Regions from separate parts of the Pan troglodytes genome. Here region 2 is linked to region 1. A link is a contact called in public HiChIP or PLAC-seq data. All regions are on one chromosome and are shown on one strand. Each heading gives the region's core, a stretch centred on a gene start, on an enhancer-like site or on the middle of the called end of the contact. The rest is flanking DNA. Distances are from core to core; before and after follow the strand shown. Region 1 holds the start of TERF1 (telomeric repeat binding factor 1). Region 2 holds the start of RDH10 (retinol dehydrogenase 10).

Region 1 (5,439 bases), core at 2,107-4,606:
CAAATTAGCTACAAGATTAGAAGTTATGGTTTAGCAATCATGAAACTGGAGGCTGCAAGACTGTAAACCTCCCCAAATGGCTCCTGGGAATAAAATCACTATTGTAAAACCTAAGATCAGTGCTTGAGATATTTTGCAGACCCTGCACTCAATGCATCAGCTGGCACCACCCAGATCAATAAACAGGCTCATCTAGTCTTGTGGCCTCCACCCAGAAAGTGAGTCAGTGCAAGAGGACAGTTTTGACTCCTTACGATTTCATCTCTGACCCGACCAATTATCACTCCTGACTCACTGGTCCCCTACCCACCAAATTATCCTTAAAAACACCAATCCTCGAGTTTTCGGGGAGATTGATTTGAGTAATAATAAAACTCTGGTCTCCCATACAGCCGGCTCTGCATGATTTACTCTTTCTCTATTGCGATTCCCCTGTCTTGATAAATCAGCCTGTCTAGGCAGTGAGCAAGGTGAACCCGTTGGGTGGTTGCACCCCCACCAAACTCCTATTAGGGTTACTGTTAGCATCACTCATTAGTCTGATGTTTATGTACAATGTGTGTGTGTTGCTTGTCTTACCAACTGGTCTATAATTCTTTATGGAGAGGAGTAGTATCTTTATATTTACCATGCACCATCCTAGCGCAGTACATTTCACATAATAGTTACTCAATAAAGGATGTTTCAAAAGTACATATGTAGTTTGGATATTCACGAGACATTTATAAATGCAAAAATAAAGCAATGTATATAATTCATAATGAGACCATTAGCTTATATTAGCAATGGGATAGACTAAAATATGGGTTAAAACACAATTATTTAATATGGTAGACATAAGAATTTAGGAAACTTATAGATTTCAAAGTGTTGTTTAGGAAATAGTCCAAATCAAAAACAGTCTTGGGAAATGCAACAGCATGGGGAATGTCATCTAGGCTTTATGGGAATCTTTCCACAGTGTCTCTGACTACTGGCATCCAGAATCATAGATGTATACTTACCTAGCAGGGGAGATACCACGATCACAGGATCATTAATGATTCCAGTGGTGAGAAATCAGTACCTGGCAGTAGAAATTGGCACTTTATTGTGGGAAAGCCTGAATGGTTAGGAACCATGTGGGATATGAAGTCAAATCTGCCACCCCAAACCTTCAAACTTTGGTTTCAGGTTGTGCTCTTCAGATCATCACAAAACAGATTGAATCTCTCCCCTCATAACAGTCCCATTAAATGAGGTAAAGTCAACTATACTTGCGAGTCTTACTCCATGAACTCAGGTTTGCAAGAAACATAATTTTACTCAAGGGATGATTTTTAAATCACCGAAATCACACAGGATTCTCTTTCCTAACCCACTCCAGCGCAAAGGCACTACCTCCCAATACCATCCCATTGGGGGTTAGGGCTTCAGCATGTAAATCTGGGGAGAAAACAAATATGCAGTCCATAATACTAGGTTCATAATGTGCTGTAACCCTTATTCCCTTAGCCTCTATCCCCATTCCACTGTATTATTTCAAAACAGACCTTACTTCCCATGGGACAATTAGAGCCTGAAGAAGAGATCTCTTCTGATGCATCATCATTTTTCCTGGCAGCACAAATATTCTGCTCTTCCTGCTAATACTAATTGAGCACTTACTATTTCCCTGGCTTTTTTTTTTTTTTTTTCGGTAGAGATGAGATCTCACTATGTTACCCAGGCTGGCCTCAAACTCCTGGGCTCCAGTAATCCTCCCACCTTGGCATCCCAAAGTGCTGGGATTACAAAATGAGCCACTGTGCCTGGCTGAGGTTTCGTTTTAAAATCTTTTTTTTTTTTTTTTTTGAGACGGAGTTTCGCTCTTGTTGCCCAGGCTGGAGTGCAGTGGCCCGATCTCGGCTCACCGCAACCTCCGCCTCCCGGGTTCAAGCAATTCTTCTGCCTCAGCCTCCCGAGTAGCTGGGATCACAGGCATGCACCACCACGCCCGCCTAATTTTGTATTTTTAGTAGAGACGAGGTTTCTCCATGTTGAGGCTGGTCTCGAACTCCTGACCTCAGGTGATCCGCCCGCCTCAGCCTCCCAAAGTGCTGGGATTACAGGTGTGAGCCACTGCGCCCGGCTGTTTTAAACTCTTTACATTTACCAAGCCCTTTAATCGTGCAGGTATTATTATTATTCACATTATACGGACAAGAAAACTGAGACATAATTTACCCAAGGTCACACAGCTAGTGAGTAACTGGTAGGGAATATTCTAACCTAAGCATTCTTAATACTAGAATACAGTGCCTTAGTTACTCAACACTTAAACTGTACCACCTTAAAGACAATAACAAGAAGTGTGTGAAAATGTGGAAAGGCTTTGATGATGCTGGATGCGTTATAAACAGAAAGGTTTTTAAAATAAACTTTTTATTCAATTATGACACACATACTGAAAAGTGCATAAACGATGTTCAGTGAATTTTCATAAAGTGAACACACTGATGTAACCATTACCCACATCAAGGAACAGAAAACGGAGCCGGGCGTTGTGGCTCAGGCCTGTAAACCCAGCACTTTGGCAGGAGGATAACTTGAAGCCAGGAGTTGGAGACCAGCCTGAGCAACAGAGCGAAACCCTGTCTCAAAGGAAAAAAAAAAACAAACAAAAAACAAAAACAATAACCAGACCACCCATCCCCATTTAGAATTTCCTTTTGTGCTAAGTTTCAAAATTCAAAATAAGCATTCACTTGTTTTCTACAAACTGCGTTCTATAGTCGATCTCAAACCTTGATTGAGATACATTTCCATTATAGTATACCCTTTCTAGAGCACTGATCTCAAAATGTGGTGCCCAGCCAAGTAGCGTTAGACTTTCAAATTCAAGGATCCCAAGCTAGACCAGCAGAACAGGAATTCTGGGAGTGGAGCCCGGGAATTTGTGTTTTAGCAAGCCCCCAGGCTGATTCTGATGCATCTTGAGGTTGGAGAAGCATGGATGTTGTCAGTTGTAATAGTTGTTGTTCGTGATCACGTAGTAACTGTTAGATGAAAACTAGGGTTTAAAAGTGTTACGCTTGTCTAATAGTGACAAGTTCTCATTACCCATCTCTTTCTGAAATAGGCTGCAGGCAAATGCGTTTTCATTTTAAATAACCGTGTTGTTGTTCCAGTCAAGGTTGCATTTTACAAGGAATAAGGAAGATAAAGCTGCCTCCTCCCTATCCTAATCTCACTCCTCGCTCAGTATGGAGTCGTCCGGTTTACCTACAAAGCTCTGCCCTAGACTGGCGGCAAATTCAACGCCCAGAGGCAGGAACAGGTGTCGGCCAATCAGAAGCCGGAACAGGTGTCGGCCAATCAGAAGCCAGGCTTGAACCGCTCGCCCATGTCCCGCCGGCGGAAGAGACTCTCCGCGGCCACGCCCCGCGCCCTCGAATGCGAGCCAATCGTTGCTCGGCGCCTGAAGGGGCAGTACCCAAGCGAGCCATTTAACATGGCGGAGGACGTCTCCTCAGCGGCCCCGAGCCCGCGGGGCTGTGCGGATGGTAGGGATGCCGACCCTACTGAGAAGCAGATGGCAGAAACAGAGAGAAACGACGAGGAGCAGTTCGAATGCCAGGAACTGCTCGAGTGCCAGGTGCAGGTGGGGGCCCCCGATGAGGAGGAGGAGGAGGAGGAGGACGCGGGCCTGGTGGCCGAGGCCGAGGCCGTGGCTGCCGGCTGGATGCTCGATTTCCTCTGCCTCTCTCTTTGCCGAGCTTTCCGCGACGGCCGCTCCGAGGACTTCCGCAGGACCCGCAACAGCGCAGAGGGTGAGGGCAGACCACGTCCGGGCCGGGACTACGCGGGGGGCGGATGCGGGCTCCGTGGTGCGCGGCAGAGGGCTGGTTTCCTAGGTCGCCGAGGGAGGTCGGGAGAGAGGGGCTGCTGCGGCCGATTAGCTGGGAGTCCGAGGCTCCGGGCTGAACTTTGTTCGAATCCCAGTTCGCCCGTTGTCAGCACCTGAGTTTTTCTCAGATTGATTTCCTCTTCGATAAAATGAAAATAAGACCCTGTTTAGGTTTGATGCAAGCATTACATGATTTAAAATGTATACAGTTCCACTCAACCCAGGACCTTTGTCTCTTTTGGCGCTTTCTACTCAGGTATTCCTGTAGTAATATTCAGCAGTCCCTGTGGCCTCCAGTGACCCCCCAGGCATCAGTGTTTTATGTTAATTTGTGAGCTATTAAACCTTATTTGGCCTGCTGGCTCTACAGCAGTTACTTTTATTCTGTATAGTCTCAGAATAAAAGTAAATGTTGGCCACATGCCTGCAAGTCCCAGCTACTTGGGAGCCTGAGGTGGGAGGATTGCTTGAACCCAAGAGGCAGAGGCTGCAGTGAGTTGAGGTCGTGCCACTACAGTCCTGCCTGGGTAGCAGAGTGATACCCTGTATGAATAAATGAATGAATGAAACTGTTCATGAAATCTGCTGCACCCCGCCCCCGTCCCAAGATGGGGTCTCACTGTCACCCAGGCTGGAGAGTGTAGTGGCGCCATCACAGCTCACTGCAGGCTCGACCTCAGGCTCAGGTATCCTCCCGCTTCAGCTTCTGGAGTAGCTGGGTCTGCAGGCGTGCACCACCACCCGCAGCTGTAAGATTACAGGTGTGAGCCACCGCGCCTGGCCTAGTGTAGCTTTTTGAAAAACAACAGAAAGATGTTCTGGTACTTCATTCATAGTTGGCGCTAAAATTACTGTGCAAGTATATATTTATAATACTATAATTATGCTATTTAATAGAATTCTTAGAAAGACATTTTGACACATTTCATCTTCACCATAATCCTGTGAGTTAGGCAAATAATCTTAGTTTTAAGGTACTGATAGGTTAAAAGGGAGTGTTTCAGCCCCATGCTTTATCTTCCAGTTCAAGGATCTTTCCTCTGTATTGCGGTTAACACTGGAGCCAGGGATAATTAATATTAAGTAGAAAATTAAATCCTGGAATGAAGCTAGTTCCTTAGAATTCTCTTAGAGTTCTCTTAGAGTTGGAGACATCAGTATGAACTGTTTAGCTCATGTAGGTATAGATGACTTAGAAATATTTGCATATGCATGTGTAGACATAGGTTACTATACAAATATGTATTTCCTTACTCTGTCAGATAAAAGGGCACAGAAGCAACCTAACTCTAGTAACAATGAGTACACCTAGCACCCCGATCTTGTTTACAACTAAGTTTAGTTTAAAGACCTCACTTGGCTTTATTGTGATTCTGGATTCAGGTAATACTTTATTCCATAAAATAAGTGCTCAATGAATTGAGCAGTTGGGGGTTGGCTTTATAGACAGTAAGGACTTAAGGAAGCTGAAACAGAACAAAAAGAAGATTGGTTATTTCACAGTTACTTGTAAGGCTGGGACAGGGAGACAGAACAATAGATACATGGGATGCAGAATGGATGTTGTGTTA
Region 2 (5,439 bases), core at 1,206-3,705, 290 kb after region 1:
CAGTGTTTCAGAATCAGGGCTCCCAGAAGTAATGTGAAGTTTTTTTTTTTTTTTTCCCTTTCAAACCCGAATGCAGTAAAACTGAACTTACCCTCTGATTCTGATGACAAACGCCAATTTGGGTTCTGCAGGTACATAGAAGTTGCCAGCTTTTCTTGCCATCCTCGCCATTCGAATTTCAGTTCTGTACATCTGCCTATATTCCTTGTGATAGTGCTTTGCTTTTTCATAGATAAGCTTCCTCCTTGCCTTTCGAAGCTGAAAACCAATAATCAGTTATTCATAATTTTTAGCTCAATCACAATTAGCAATGCCAATTATTAAAAAGAAAACTAAAACACGTTTCCTTTAAATCTTTTCTTGCCACAGTATGCAATTACATCCCCCACCAAAAAACCCCACTACCTTCAGATTGTAACATTAGGGAGCTAAGCAATTACTCAGTACGGTTAGGAAGTAAATCTTGCCAAGAACATTCACCTCATCCTCAATCCCAATAAGGCGCCTCCTTATGTGCTAGTGCCTCAAAAAGTTTACTTACCATCTTTTGGGCAAACTTCTTTCTCAGGCGCTTGATCTTCAGCTCTGCGAAATTCCTTCGCTTTTTCTTAAGGGTTTCTGGCACAGCAGGAACCTCCTTCTTCTTCTCTCTAACGTTAATAAACAAAAATGTTATCAATAGCTCAAAAAGCTCACAGCGCTGAATTACTCCCGTACTGAGCAGTGTTGTTTACCAGAAATGCTGTCACTGACTTTAGTCACTAGTAACTTTACTTGTTCTGGCATGCTACAGTGTACGATGCATATTTTAGCTCCATGTCAATAACCTTTAACACCATGTTGCCTAAAACGCAATCACAAATATGACAATAGCAATACGTTTTTCCCTATTTCAACCAAGAGGCCCGGCCTCCGACGACTAATTAAAAAACAAAAACAAAAAAAACACACCAACACCCGAATAACAAAATGTACTAGCTGAAAGACTACTGCAAGGCACTGACCCCGAGACTTTAAACGCAAAAATTAAAAAATAAAAATAAAAAAAAAAACAAGCCACCACCACTCTGGTTCAATCAGGATCCACATGTTGAAAGCAAAGGCCTGGCGGCAGGTCGGCCTGTACCAAGCACCAGCCAAGGACGAACACAATGCTGAGGTTCTGCGCCTCCCCCGAAAGACCCTCTACCGAGGACTGGGCCGTCAGCCAACCGACGGGTTCCACACACATTCCAACCCAACATCTCGTTCCCGGGATCTCCAAAACCTCCGTCCTAAGACCGCCCGCATCCCAACCCCAGCCTCGGGTCCCCACTGGTGTCACAAAGCGTCACAATGAAGCAGGGAGGTGGGCAAAGGTGCAAGCTACGGCCAGAGAGAGAAAAAGTGGCACAAAAAGTATCTGGCTCTGGAGATGGAGAAGGATTCTCAAGAGGACCAGAAGCAACTCACTCTACACCCTCCATGGTTCCAGCCGGAAAAAGAGGAAGTTGGCGCATGCGTACTGTCCACTTAAAGACTTCGCGAGAGAAGCCCCACGACTCATAGGTGTCTTAGAATAAGCCGGAAAAGAATCCAGAACTAAAAAGCCGCCTTGCAGACGCAAAGAACTCCCTGATTTAGCCTCTTTCAACAAACTTTCGGGTAAAACTTGTTTGAAGAAAATATATGCATTTGATTAGACTTTTTAATCAATTCAAGAGCAAAGAGTGCTGACACCTTGGCAACTCCGGGTCCTAATCCCCAGGCTGCGCTGACAGGATTAGGCTCCGTTCCTCCCCATAATGTTCCCAGGACGAGCCTCATGGGGACGAACTACAAATCCCAGCATGCACCAGTCTTCGCCCGCCCGGCGGGAGGGCAACGGGTGACCAGGACCGCAGGCAAGCACCGCGGCGACGGTTCCAGCCAGGAAAATGAGAGCCTCTTGGGCCACGTTCCAAACGGCTAGCTGCAATTCGAAGTCACTTTTGGCCGCCCTCCCGGCTCCCTGCCGCGGTAGTCGCAGACTACACCCCTTTCGCCGCTCCGCGAGGTCCTTGTCGTCGCTCCAGCCCACAGGGCTGTCTTCCGCAGCGCCTGATCGCAGGCGGGGCGGTCTGGAGTGCTCTGGCTTACGAAAAGTGGCTAGCCAGGGACCAGTGGGGACCGGACGGCCGGAGGAGGATGGCCGGGGCTCTGCTGACTGCCGAGCTCGGCAGGCGGAGGCCAGGACACCCCACGGGAGGGGGCGTGAGCTGCGAAGGGAGGTGCGAGGAGGGCTGAGGTTGCGGCCACGGCCGTGTGAGAGGGGCTACCCCGCTCGGCTCCGCGGACGGCTGGCGGGCTGGGGGCTGGGCCGGGGGCGGGGTGCGCCCGGGGGCGGGGAGGCCGGGCGGAGGGAGGGCCGATGCCGAGGCTGGCGCGGGCTCTTCCCGGTCGCGGGGTTATATAGCGCGGAGCGTGGAGCCCGCTCAGAGCCGGCCCGGAGCGCTCTGACTTGCAAGCGGGCTACGCTGCGGAGCCCAGTGCCCGAGTGACAGCCGCGGAGAGTGCAGGGCCGGGGAACGCGAGCCCTCAGGGGCATCTGCAAGGCGTTGGGCAGCGCTTGCCTGCGCCGTGCGAGTTTCCCCTTCCCGGCGCTCCGCCGCCCCGCACCCCACTCTCCCACCCTCTCGCAACTTGGGTCGAGTTGACAACTCCCGCGGCAGCCTGCTGGCCCGTGCCGCCTCCGCTGCGCACCCCTCCCCCGGGGTGAGAGGGAGCCGGCGCGCCGGTTCCGGGGACGCTCGGGCGGCAGCAGCTTGGCCATGAGGGCAGTTCGAGTCGTCTAACTCGCGGCTGTCACCGCCACTGCAGCGGAGCCGGCCGGCCGGGCGCTGCGGGACGGGCGGGCGGCTGCCGGCAGGAGGCGCCGAGCCGGGTGACTGCCGCGGCGGGCACAGTCCGGGGCCACAGCGCCGAGCCCGGGCGGGAGTGGCCCCGCGCAGGCAGGGAGCGGCGCCGCGCACTCCAACCCGGCGGGCACCTCGGGGGCGGGCGCGGGGCGCAGCCTTCTCGTCCCGGCCTCTGTGACAAGCGCCCCGGAGCCGGGAGCCCGATTGCCGGGCTCGGGGTGGGCGCGGACGCAGGCACTGGGCTCGTGCGGGGCCCCGGGCGTCGCGATGAACATCGTGGTGGAGTTCTTCGTGGTTACTTTCAAAGTGCTCTGGGCGTTCGTGCTGGCCGCGGCGCGCTGGCTGGTGCGGCCCAAGGAGAAGAGCGTGGCGGGCCAGGTGTGCCTCATCACCGGCGCCGGCAGCGGCCTGGGCCGCCTCTTCGCGCTGGAGTTCGCCCGGCGTCGGGCGCTGCTGGTGCTGTGGGACATCAACACGCAAAGCAACGAGGAGACGGCTGGCATGGTGCGCCACATCTACCGCGACCTGGAGGCGGCCGACGCCGCCGCGCTGCAAGGTAACCTGGACCCGCGCGGGAGCATTGTTGGGTCAAGCCTCTTTCCACCCCGCGCCCTACCACGGCAGGCCCCAAATCCCGCTGCCTGGTCAGCCCCGCTGTGGAGGAAAGGAACACCCCACCGGTCTTTCGGGAGACGAGTGGAATTCGCTCCCTGATAAAGGAACGCGATCACTTCTGTATTACCAGGGAGAAGGTGCCCTGTCCTCGCGGAGGTTCGGTCTCTGGGGACCACGCGGGGGGCGGGGGAGGGTTTCCTAAGCCCTCCGGGGTAGGGAAGGCGGAGGGAACTTGTTACCACAGGTTTGGATCCCAAAGAAATGTCTTGCTCCGACTTACAAGCGGCGCGATGGGAAACTGAAGCGTCTTTGGGAAGTTGTTCTGACTAGACTGAAGAAGTGTCTGTCTTACTGTGGTCTGAACCCCTTAGACGAGGGCAGTATTGACGGTTTCATTATAAGTTTAGCCTGAGGAACATAATTACATTGTTTCGCCAGCGATAAGTGCTTTAGTTACATTCCCTGAGCGTGATTGAAAGACGCCTTGCTTCCTAAGAGAAAGCTCTTGGAGGATTTAGGCTTCGTTGTAAATTTCTTCCATGTTTTTGGTCACCCCAGAAAATCTGCATTTCTGAATACTTATTAACTAACCTGAATCTGAGATTTTTTTTTTTTAAGCCAAAGCAAAGTCCATAACCAACCATAAATATTGGTTCAGGAAATTTGATAATGGCTGTTGGTTTTTAACAAAATTTTTCATTTTTAGGGAAAACATTTACCTGTACGGAGAAAATTGACTTGGGCACTTCTCCCCTGTATTGATAATTTATCATCAAACTTATTGATACCTGCGTTTTTAATTTAAGGGTGAAAATGTACCATTTTCATTGGTGGTATGGAGGTGTAGCAAATACAGATTTTTGTGCTCCCTGCCGAAACCTAAAAGATAAGGGTATTCATTTTCCAGGATACCGATTTTGGTTTTTAAATTGTCAAGTTCTTATGCGGTAAAATTGCATATTTACCTGTAACTTGATTTGTGAGAGTACTTCTTAGAGGAGTCAGCTAGCCCAGTTAGAACAAGCCAGTGATCCCTATTTCTTCATTAAAAATTGTGGATTCATTTCTTGGCTTTGGATGAATTCAGATTATTAATTGCAGTTTTGATTTGTGAGCCTTGAAGTGAGTTTCCATTTTGAGGGTTCTCATACTAAAGACTAAGAGCTGTTTCTCTTGGGCCACTGTTTCCCCAAAAAAAGAGGAGTGTGTAGTGTGTGTGTGTTGTTCTCTGAGCTCTGGGCTGAGATCAGTTCTTTGCAGGTGTCTTTAGCTCCAGCAAGCTGATCCCATGTGGTCTACTTGTATTGGGCTTGTCACAATTACATGACTTTCCCCTAAGCAAAGTTATCCAGTAAATTGCTGTAATTCCCAAAGACTTCATGGGAGGAAGGCAGCTGTAAAGCTCAGTCGTTGGCAAGCCTTGCAGCGTTAGAAATTTGAAGCTCACTGTAGTATTTTTGTTTTGTGTGATCTTTGTCCTACTGATCGCCATGTGACTCACTTTCTGCACTTCCTTCTCTTTTGCATGTTTTCTCCTCATCTGGACTTCTGAGGACAGCTGGGAATGGTGAGGAAGAAATTCTGCCCCACTGTAACTTGCAGGTTTTTACCTACACCTGTGATGTGGGGAAGAGGGAGAACGTCTACCTGACGGCTGAAAGAGTCCGCAAGGAGGTTGGCGAAGTCTCAGTCCTGGTCAATAATGCTGGTGTGGTCTCTGGGCATCACCTTCTGGAATGTCCTGATGAGCTCATTGAGAGAACCATGATGGTCAATTGCCATGCACACTTCTGGGTAAATATAAACATCCTTGTTTTCTTTGCTGGGCCCTCCTCAATGAGAAGGTTGGGAAGGGGAGAGACTTCGGTGCCAGCCTGAAAGCAACCTGTACTCTTTCGCCACAAGGTCTCCTTAGCTCTTCCCTATGGTAAACTGCAGTGTATGCTGG

What was found. HiChIP or PLAC-seq counts read pairs in DNA pulled down with a chosen protein or histone mark.
Region 2: an H3K4me3 HiChIP or PLAC-seq map of stem cell-derived excitatory neurons shows a contact between it and region 1, with 3 times the contacts expected there. The contact joins the promoter of RDH10 here to the promoter of TERF1 in region 1. A contact is called at or near these places in 1 of 7 Hi-C or Micro-C datasets (stem cell-derived neural progenitor cells) and 1 of 1 datasets of contacts at active chromatin or transcription factors (stem cell-derived excitatory neurons).

Annotation. Positions count from the first base shown.
Region 1 is chr7:81,657,292-81,662,730 of NHGRI_mPanTro3-v2.0_pri, forward strand. It overlaps TERF1 (telomeric repeat binding factor 1), which reads left to right and starts at 3,357. Exons shown (of 11, transcript XM_016959567.3): 1 at 3,357-3,791. The coding sequence starts at 3,365.
Region 2 is chr7:81,948,311-81,953,749 of NHGRI_mPanTro3-v2.0_pri, forward strand. It overlaps RDH10 (retinol dehydrogenase 10), which reads left to right and starts at 2,456. Exons shown (of 6, transcript XM_528167.9): 1 at 2,456-3,432; 2 at 5,050-5,285. The coding sequence starts at 3,144. RPL7 (ribosomal protein L7) reads right to left here and starts at 1,843. Exons shown (of 7, transcript XM_063816398.1): 1 at 1,720-1,843; 2 at 542-650; 3 at 92-258. The coding sequence starts at 544.